Linked DNA regions of Mus musculus: region 2 is linked to region 1. A link is a contact called in public HiCAR-type data. All regions are on one chromosome and are shown on one strand. The core of a region is the stretch at or near the end of the contact, and the rest is flanking DNA. Distances in the headings are between cores, read along the strand shown. Region 1 holds the start of Ptprz1 (protein tyrosine phosphatase, receptor type Z, polypeptide 1). Region 2 overlaps Ptprz1 (protein tyrosine phosphatase, receptor type Z, polypeptide 1).

What was found. HiCAR-type assays count read pairs that join an accessible place to other places.
Region 2: a HiCAR-type map of astrocytes shows a contact between it and region 1, with 5 times the contacts expected there. The contact joins the enhancer-like site here to the promoter of Ptprz1 in region 1. A contact is called at or near these places in 1 of 39 promoter capture datasets (macrophages), 2 of 484 Hi-C or Micro-C datasets (cerebral cortex and forebrain), 6 of 115 datasets of contacts at active chromatin or transcription factors (astrocytes, embryonic stem cells, neural progenitor cells and 2 more) and 2 of 9 other capture datasets (adipose tissue and pancreatic islet).

What each region holds. Positions count from the first base shown.
Region 1 is chr6:22,873,902-22,878,754 of GRCm38.p6, forward strand. It overlaps Ptprz1 (protein tyrosine phosphatase, receptor type Z, polypeptide 1), which reads left to right and starts at 1,601. Exons shown (of 30, transcript NM_001081306.1): 1 at 1,601-1,983. The coding sequence starts at 1,926.
Region 2 is chr6:22,907,752-22,913,358 of GRCm38.p6, forward strand. The region is part of intron 1 of Ptprz1 (protein tyrosine phosphatase, receptor type Z, polypeptide 1); the gene reads left to right. Among named protein-coding and RNA genes, the nearest start is that of Ptprz1, 35 kb to the left of the region's middle. Within about 2 kb of position 1,665, at least 24 of the 459 cell types and tissues checked have an H3K27ac peak or open chromatin away from gene starts, as enhancers often do. A contact at or near this core is called in astrocytes, forebrain, neural progenitor cells and 2 more, where this site is marked.

The sequences.
Region 1 (4,853 bases), core at 351-2,850:
CAGATTCTCCAAATGTCCTTTCTGCAAATCTCTAGGAAAACGTCCCTGCCCACTCCAGCTCACATTCAATAAACACTGTTTTTCATTTTTCCCCCTGAACTCTGGATACACTTCCAGTGGATATACACACCTGTTGGTATGTTAGCAAAAATGACCAGAAATTTTCTTGCCTTATGGAAACTCTCAATCTCTATTATAATCCTCGAGGCATTTCTATTTCAAGGAGTGAGAAGAATAGGGTAAGGGTCAACTTCTTATACCGATATGTGTTCCTAAACAAACACTCTAGCTTCAAGACCCGTCCTTTCCTGACGACATGCATTCACCATCCACGAATCGATAGCAAGCTGCATCATTAGCTCTGTCCATTGACCCCAGTGTTCAGAGGCGGTGGGAATTCTGTGAGAACGGGTAGTCACAGCTGAAACAGACTTGGAATTCCAATTTGTATGCATTAAGCATCCTTTGTATTTTATAAAGCTACAGCACTGGCTTTGAGACAATAACAGAACACAAGAGTACATGCTGTACAGATCCCTACATCAAACGGTACCAGGGATAGTTCCGGAACTTGGTTTTCTCTGCCTTTGAATGTGACTCCCAAAAGGCTCTGAATAGAGTCTCTTATCAGTGTAAAATGTAAAATAACTAAACCCCATCGTGTATATGAAAATCTCACAAATATTTAGGTCGATGTATTTAGGCTATTGACTGACATCACCACCAGTTAACTTGTTTCATGTGGACCTCAACATAATTCAACAAACATTTCAGGAATACCTATTCAACTCCCTACCCCGCCCCCCAAGTCAGGAGTTCAGGTTATAGCACTCACGCTCCTACACAGCAAACAAACACCTCCATAGAAACAGGCTCCTAAGGAAAGAACGACATGCTCAGCTCCGAGGAAGCACAGGGTGTGTATTATATTTCTTTTGTGTACCCTTCAATCTAGCAATTAAAAAAAAAAATCTTTCTACAGGAGGACCCTGTGCAAAGAGACACTTGGGGAGTTCCATCCAGCAGGACCAGGGCAGTGTTGACAGTTCCCCACAGCCGCGCAGAGCAGGACAGAATGATTGGGGTCTAATGAAGGGTCAGCCAGGACCAAATGGTCACAGTAGTGCTGCAAATGATTGGACTTAACTACCCTAATGGTAATGGGAGCTGGAACTACTTTACTCACTAAGAAAATGGAAAGGGGGGCGGGGAGAGCTCAGTTTACCCAGGCCCCCTTCAACCCTTCCGGATAGGACCATCTTGGTAACTGCAGAGACGACAATAAACAAAGAAAAAAGACTTTCCCAGGGGTGAAGTCAAAAGGTCGGCCCCAAGCTGTGCGGGACAATGGGGACCCAGCCTCCTCTTGTGTCTTCCTAGTGGGTGAAGGAGCCTTAATGAAGAGACCTTTTTCACCGCGAAGATTCTAAGCCCCAGCGGGTTCCACCTCCAGCCCTGGGCGGGGGAGGGGCGCGGGGCTGGGACAGGCTGGGCCCCGCCACGCCCCTCTTTCTGCTGCTGCGCGACCCCGGCCCCCGCCTGCGCTCCTGCTCCCCCGCCCCCGCGCACTGCGCGTGCCCAGCCCGGAGCGCGTCCCCGCAATTCCGCGCCGCTGCGCTGCGAGCGCTCAGATCCTGGCCGCTGCAGCCCGCTCAGGCAGGGGACAGCGTCCCGCCTGAAGCCAGGCGCTTGGTCCAGGCTCGGTCCCCGCACCCACGCGCCGCCTAGCCTTGTATTCTCTTCTTCTCTCTTCTCTTCCTCTCTCTCTCTCTCTCTCTCTCTCTCTCTCTCTCTCTCTCTCTCTCTCTATCACTCGTTCACCTAGACCCTGGCCAGTCACCGGCGTCCCCTGCCTCGGTGTCCCCACCCTCTGTACCCTAAGCTGTACCCCTGCGGCTGGCGAGGGGCCGCGGACCGGGCTGGAGATGCGAATCCTGCAGAGCTTCCTCGCGTGCGTTCAGCTCCTGTGCCTGTGTCGCCTGGGTAAGTGATAGGACCTCGGCGGGGCACCCGCGCGGGGCTCAGTCTCTGGGACGCAGCTTGGGTGGGGGATTTCAGAACATTGGGTAGCACCCCAAGAAGAGTTATCCCGAACCTTTCGATGTCACTTGCACCGGCTGCGCCCTCATCCCCTCAACTACCACCTGCTGGGTCCCTCTACTGAGACTCCTTTGGTCAGGACACCTAGACACAGGAGGTCGCCGCCTGTCAGGGTCCCCTCGCATGCGTGCTCTCCATATTGCAAAAAGTGGAAATAGCCTTGTAGACCTACATAAGAGAATGAGTCGGTGACTAGAAATACACTACAGCAGTGGCGAGGGGCTGCGACCTAAACGTTCCTTTCTATGTTGCCACTGTAGTACTGTGGACTTGAACGGAAGGCACACGTGTCTGTCTTGAATTACGCACACGCACCTGAAAGGCACTGAGCTGAACAAGCATCGACCTGACTTTTCTAGTACTTTCAATTTAGTCACGTTCAAGTCCAGGCAGTCACTTACAAAAAAGTTCCAGTCAAATCTCTATGAGCATTCTGCCCCCAGCTTCCAGAGAGAAGAGCTGCAGGTGATGGGCGAACAGGGACACAGCACCTTCGCAGGCGTCCGAACCTTACAAGTGTTAAGTGGATATTACTCTCTGCAGTCAACGGTGTGAATATTTACTGGGAATGAGGGTGCAGACTTAGGTTTCTAAAAAGAAAACAAAAAGTAAAACCTGTCTTTTGTTTTGTTTGTTGTTTTGTTTCCTTATTTTAACTACTAAAAGCCCCTTTCAAATGCCTGTTGGAAGACATTGACCTAAAAATTAGAATGTGTACCTCGATTTGTGAGTATAACTGTTTAGCTCCCATCAGTCCTATAGCCCCACTTTTAAATTTCGTTTATAATAAAGGATATATTAAACATGCACTTCCAATCCGATGGAGAGTGCTCCTCTTAGCACCTTCGCGAACAGAAGTCATTTCTAGTTCTGACTGATGAGACTTGTGTAGGTCACTATGGTGATGACTGCCTGTAATCCACTCTGAGTATTCACCTAACCTCAATCCCCAAGGCTTGGTGAAAGTATTCAGAGCCGTCTTGGCCAATGCCTTGTAGGCAGCCACTCAGCTGACAGATCCCCTGACCTTCCCTGACAGGGCAGGCTTGAAGTTGGTTGTTGAATCCCAAGGACTCTGGTTCTTTAGAAATGTTCTTCCAATCCATACCTGTTGAATTGACATTTCCACATTCCAGCCACAGACATTTTAGCAACAAAGCCAGGTCCTCTTGATACTTAAATTATTGTTTAAGGAGATCTTACAGCATTAGGGAAGCAAATTACAGTATTACTCTGCACTTCAGCAAAACACAAGCCCAAGACTACATTAGGACTGGTTTTAATTGAGGAGAAACATTAGTTGCCACACAATGTATCTGTTTGAAGCACAATGTTCAGTGGTGTTTACTATATTCACAGAGTTGTCTGCTATCACTGACATCTGATCCCAGAGCATGGCATCAGCCCTCCTTGATCACTAACTAAGGTTTCCTGCTCAACCTCTGTGTCTATTGATCGGCCTGCTCTGGACATTTTGTCTGAACAGAATCATGAAACATGCAGCAATTTTTTTTTTTTTTTGGGTCTGGCTTCATTCTCTTAGCAGAATGTTTTCAAGGTGAACTCATGTCTTAGCATGTATCCAACCTCATCACTTTTTATGACTAGCCAGATCCCATTATATGCAAATCACACATTCCCAAAGTTGATTTTTTTGTTGTTGTTGTTGTTTTATTTTCCCATAGTAAGGCATTATTTGTAGCCTGCTTAGGGTTGCATACATTTTAGCTGATTGGACACATGCCTTTGAAGATATATAATGCAAGGGGAAAGAACTGAATGCACTGTTTAAGACTGTTACAAGCTTATACAATAGCATTAAATCTAAGACTGCCTATTAGAAATGAAATATGGGTTCTCTCTCTTTCTCTTTCTCTCTCTCTCTCTCCCTGCCCTACTACTATTACTACTACTACTACTACTACTACTACTACTACTACTACTACTACGAGATGCCTATGTTATCCTTCACCATTTTAAACCAGGCTTTTACATTGCTATAAATAAGTTGTCCTGGGAACACAGGCAAATCACATGGATATATTGCCCTTGGTGTAGCATATTGTAGAAAACTGAGGCATATTATCTATGAATGAAAAATTCAGCCTCCTCTTTAATGCCGCCACCATCTATACATCAGTGTTTATGGATGTATTTATTTCTCATCTTCAGTGCCTTTGGAGCCATCTAGGTACCATGCCACCCATAAAATGTGCTCAACAAAAGGTCTGAGGACAGACTGAGATGTGGTGTAGGTAGCAATTCTGACATAATTAGACCACCAGACGTACCATTATCCAGGAATGTTCAATTCACCAAGGTACTCATTGCTTACAGTGAAGAACCCCTCTGTGATCAGGGTAGTACCACGTTTTGTGTCCTAGGTGTCCCAATGGTTTAAACCAGGCAGACAAACCATTGACTTTCCCATAAGAAGGTAAGACTGTGTGTTATGGAGAAAACCAAGGGGTTTGAAGGACTGTTAACAATCACTTCTTTTCATTCATGAGACCTCAGGATCTAGAAGCAAGCAAGTTGCAGAGCTACTTCAAAGTACACACTCTTGTTAGATAGGTAATGAACCTGATTCTAAACTTCCTAGTCAGGTCTACTGCTGTGGGGGCTATGTTAAAAAAATAGAATACCCCTACAGCCCCTGTAGTAATTATGACTTCAGTCACTCTGGGTGTGATTCCAGGAGTCTTGTTCAGTTCTGACTCTCAGTTTGTCCTCTATAGCAAATTATACAGCGA
Region 2 (5,607 bases), core at 415-2,914, 34 kb after region 1:
GAACATAAAACAAGAGATGTCTATTAAGTTGGACGTGCATTTTGTATCATTTGCCATTCATTCTATATTCAGTAACCCTTCATTCATTTGTGTATTATTCATTAAGCACATATTCTTTGCCCATTTTGGTGATGGAATTCCCTGACTTCTGCTGGTTAAAGTGCTCCCCAGACAGAAAGAAGATAGGGAAATATCACATGCAGATGACAGATGCTGCTAGAAAACTGTTCGCAAGTGCATGTATCTAAGGTAAAAGGAAGTCAATGGAAGAGAAATTTTAGGGTGGTTAGGATCGATTGTGTTATCTGGCTCAAGGAGTTCAGTGAAGAGATAGTGACACTCAAGAAATCCTAGAGGGAGTAGGAGGACAGAAAAATGTGGACATCTGTCTTCATGTGAAAGTAGTCAGTGAGTGAGGATGGAAATTAGTTGAAAGGTGCAGAAGGAAGCTTGCGCATGCTGAGCGATGGCTGAGCAATGGCCACTGTTTGCTCTGTGATAAAAACAGAATGCAAGCTCAGCTCCTAGTCACAAAGGGGGGTGATTTAGACCACTGCTCTCTCTAGCAACAAAAAGGGAAGATTTGTAATTGGCAGAAATTATTCCTCTGAGAATCCATTGATTATTTATTGAATTAAAAGAAGCACATAGTTAGGTGTATGGAATGCCTAGTGAGGTGTAGGGAACATAATATGCACTTTCCAAACTCTCAAGGCATTTAGAACTAAACACACTAAGTTAATAATAATAATAATAATAATAATAATAATAATAATAATAATAATAATAATAATGTGTTAGACAATTCTTGGTCAGTTAAAATTCCGAGACTGTTCACCAGTCAAAGAGATGCCATCATTAAGGTGCCATGAGACTCAGATGGTTGAGGGGTGTTGGAGGAGGCAGAGAAGGAAGAAAGTCAAGATATACAGGCAAAGGATGGCTGAGTCAGCGCTTTCGGGGCACACAGAAGCTTGAGAGCAGCAAGGCATTGTATTCAGCATTCTATGGTACTCTGGGTTATCTCTTTACCAAAACTTTCTTAGCTATTACCTACTACCCGAAGGCACTATAGAATTAGAATTTTCTAACTAGGCTGAGATCTGAAATGGTTTAAGAACTTTACAAACTGGACCCATGAAACTTTTCATGTGTAAGATTATTAAGTAGATGAGGTAGATATTTTGAAATTTTTAAATGAATAGTTCTTGGAATACATTTGTTTGTTTAGCTAGTACAGACTTGGTGAGATGTTTCTGGACTTAACCTGCACTGACTTAATGAGTATTCCAATTAGTCTACAGATGGTCTGTAAAACCAAAGAGATCGTGGTAGGGATTTCTCTGGATATTGCCATAGTTACCTCACCTCAGCAACTAAGGGGGAAGTGTTCTCTTTGTTTATTAGTGTCAGTACAATCGTGTACCATTAATTGAAATTTCAAACATTCAACCAAAGGATTCTAGGTTTGTTTACACAAATTAAAGCATTTTGGAAATAATTCATAATGTTCAGACAAAACTAATCTGGTTTACTTGCTGGGAAAAACTGGAATCAAGGATTGGAATTATCCAGCCAAATTATCCAGCTGTCTGACTGATGGATGTTTTAGCTAGTTACATCCTTACCGTCTTTGCTTTGTATGTGCTGTCCATTTAAGAGAAACACAGACCTGGAGCTTCCCCCTGGGCTACTCCAACTCAGAGCCTTACATCTTTACCCCTGCCTTAAATCACACCATTTGTTTATGGTTGCTTGGTATTTTCTGGAGTCTGTAGTGGTCTTCTTTTGTCTGGTACATGGAAATCTTTTTTTTTTTTTATCATTCTCTAACTTTCTGATAATCATTCATAATACAAAGGTCGATGTTGTCTAAGGGCCCAAGAGTGCTTCAGCAACACTATGGCTGTTTTCTTCTCATCACAAAATCCAACCCTGCGGAGAGGCAGAGAGTGAAAGGCATCCGTGTGTGTCCATGGCGATGCACTGACTGAGTGCAGGAAGTTACTCTGGCGTCAAGCCCTGAAAAGGATTGATTGTTTTTGTGAAAAATCCTCAAGACATGCCTTGAATTCAAAGAGTCAAGTTCATTAAAATCATAAATCATTTGCTGACTCAGTCTCTGCTCCTCCCCTCCTCCCCCTCCCCCTTCCTCTGAAATACCTTTGGCACTCGGTGTTACTTTAAAAAACAAAAATGTTTAATTTTTTCTTTAAAAATTGGTGGAATAATTGGAGTCACTAAAACAACTCCCTTGGTGACCTTAAGAAGAGTCTGTGGAACACTTCCTGCCTCTCTGTAGCTCTGAAACCAACTGGTAACTGTCGTTTGCTTCCTAACGTGCCAGGACTCTGCTGGTTCCACATATAAAAACACCCCCTGGAGATTTCTTCTTATTTTACATAGCCCTGCCGAGTGGACTGGCCATTCTATGAAAATTGGATGAAATGACACTAAGTCTTGTTGCAGATCCATGAATAAAAGGGGATACCTTTCTCCCTGATGAATAAAGCCCAGCATAGGGTATGCCACAGTGCCTTCTTTCTGGACGTCAGCTATCATAAGTGATGAGAAACCCGTTTCATGTGATAGCGCTGCCCAAGGTCTCCTAACATGGACCATCATCCCAGATCACTAGCTAACCCCATTGCTGTATCACCAAGGGGTGTTCAAGGTGCTTACGTACCCAGAAAGAGTCTCCTAATGCCAAACAACTCCTATTCCTTATTCTGAGACCAGAGAGGCTTCAAGAATCCAAACTTAATAAGGAACATTTACTTAAATACAGGTGCCCAGGCTTTTCATTCCGTTGAAGATGCAAGGATCATTTAAAATCGAGTCAGTCGCCTCTGTCAACTGGTTCTGAGTATGTAAAGGTGACTTAAATTTTTAACACTGTGGTCAAGCCTCTCAACTGTATGGATGTCAGGGCAGTAATAACCATGTTCGAGAGCATCCTGGGTGGCATAGTAAGATCCTGGTGCATGCTGCTAGTTTATGATCTCTTTGAGTACAAAATACGGTGAGCTGTCATTTTGAAAGTCAAATCTGTGTGTATTTCATCTGATATGGCAGATCATCAATCAAATGTTTCCCATCAAAACAATTTGCTTTAGTGAGATTAATGCCAAAACTACAAGCTGCAGGAAAGTTGCTTTTTGTTACTAAAAAGTGCCTAACTATGAGTGCCAGAGAAATGGTTCAAGGGGTAAAGGTGCTTGTCACTAGACCTGACACCCTGCGTTTGAACTCCAGAACCCACCTGTAGAAGAAGACAACCAAGTCCTGAACGTTATCTTCTGACATCTGTTCATGTGCTTTGGCATGGGCAACAACCCCTTCAATAAATGCTCATATATATATATTTTTAAATTCCTGAAAGGAATCATCTTTCTGTTTCAGTATCTTGTGTCTTTGTGGTATATCATATATAAAATTTAAGGCCTAAATTATTTCAGGAAAACACCCTTTCTTTTCCTTAATTCGAACACAGGGATAGCTCCCTAGGGGTGAAAAAACCCTGCTACCTTTGGTCTGTTGTGAGTTGCTCTTTATCACCCTGCAGGAGTATGTTAATTACCTTGAGGTGTCCCAGTGGCCTAATAACTTCAGGACTAGGTGCCAGCAGAGACCTGGTTGCATTCCAGGTCCCAAATACTGTTTTAGCTTGTTCTATCTCTTCATATCCTCACAAATGAAATGGTAAACTGGGGGAAAAAACACATTCATTCTAACTGAGTTGTCTAGTTCAAAAAAGATAATATCGAATCCCTAGCCAGCCATTTGTGATTGTGTGTAAAATGTAACTGGTGAGATCTATTCTACAAGGCTATTAATTATACACTGAACAGGCGTGCTTTACACATCTCATTCCTAGAAGCACACTGATCTGTGCTATCTAGGCCACCTTAGGAGCATTTTTGAGCATCTGCCACTGCAGTAAACATTCATGTTTCAGGCAAAATGTGTGAACAGCTGTTGCAACACGGAGCCAATAAGATCCAGTTCTCTTGTTAGTCAAGATAGGTCACTGACCAAAAGCTTTGAAGAAGCATGTTGCGATTGGTGGTTGAACTAAATCCTTTTCCTGGGAGCCGAGGGGTGGGGGACGGGGGGCAACTTTGCTAGCTCAGGGAATGAGGACTGTGTAGATCCAAAGATCCGAAAAGAGGGCATCCCTGGAAGTGAAAGTAGTATACCTGGTAAATAATAAAGACGTGGGATGGAAAGGAGTCCAGATGCCAAGGAGAGAAACAGGACACAAATAAAACCAACCCAATGGCCCAGAAGGCCGTAATAGGATTTGAACAGCGTCTGCTTGCCTTACACTTTACAGTGGAGAAAACCAAGATGAGTAATTATTTCCCAATCATCTCGTGGCAGTGACACACCTAACCATACTAAGAAAGCAGTAGCTGTCATTTTTATTATTATTATTATTATTATTATTATTAAAAATCACCAGTATCTAATGTGAACTGATACTCAATAACAATGGAAAGCAACTAAGGATGTAATGAAAACATCTTTACATTAATACTGACTAACGACATCATTAAACACATTTAAAAAATCCTTTACCAATGGGGAAAGCTGTTGAAAAGTGTAAAAGGTGTGAAATGTGAAACAAACAGTGGAACTAAGCTATCTTCAACCTCTTTAAAAACAAGGAGAGAGTGTCAGTGTTCTCAAAATCTTGCTGTGAACGCTGTATTTATCTTGAAATCTGGGTGTGTGGGTATAGTACACACCTCATCACAGCACTTGGGAGACTTACATGGAAGAGTCGGGACTGGGGACTGACTACCTCATGGTGCCTTAGAAGACACTGTCTCAAATGAGAAAAGGAAAAAAAGTGCTTATTTTGAGAAGCTTTGGGACACCCAGTTAAAGATAGTCCCTCAAAGTCTAACTAAGGCTGAATGTTGAACTTCTCAGTGTTCATGCTGTTCTTCAGATGAAGGAGTTTAAATTTGCTTGCAAACATTAATATTTCTCTATGTGTATTGCATGTCTAGTTACAATGACCCAGAGCTCTGCGAGCTAAGAATCGGGAAGTACCAATAAACAAGTGAATGGTTCTGCAAATGAACCAGTGTGTATTATACACATCTTATCGACACCAAACCTTTTATTTTGCTTTATTGAAAAAAGTTCAGAAGCACAAAAAACTTTAGAAAATATGTGACGTGGCATTAAAAAAAGAAAACCCCAACAACACAGAGCTTAACATGACACGTCCTGTCCCTTACTGACGTAGTGGGTAAAGGTGTGCTTTTGCATTTGTGGCAATAGAAGCAAGGAGCATGACTTTGGTAAGGTCATCTCTCAAAGTGTTATTCTTCTCCCTAAGAATGAAGTGAGACACACAAATATTTCCATAGGCATATAATTAAAATTAGACAAGTCTGTCATGTTTGCCTTGATCTCTTTTGGAAACACAGTGACTGGTCTTAAATAGGTTTAATGAGCAAATAACACATGACAGATTCAGTTTGTCAAAGATACTGACAAATCAAAAAGTTAAATCATTGTAAGTCCATTGAAGAGGCAACAAGAAGTTAATTGTTTTGAAATGTTTCCTGTGAATAATTTATTTTTATTCTA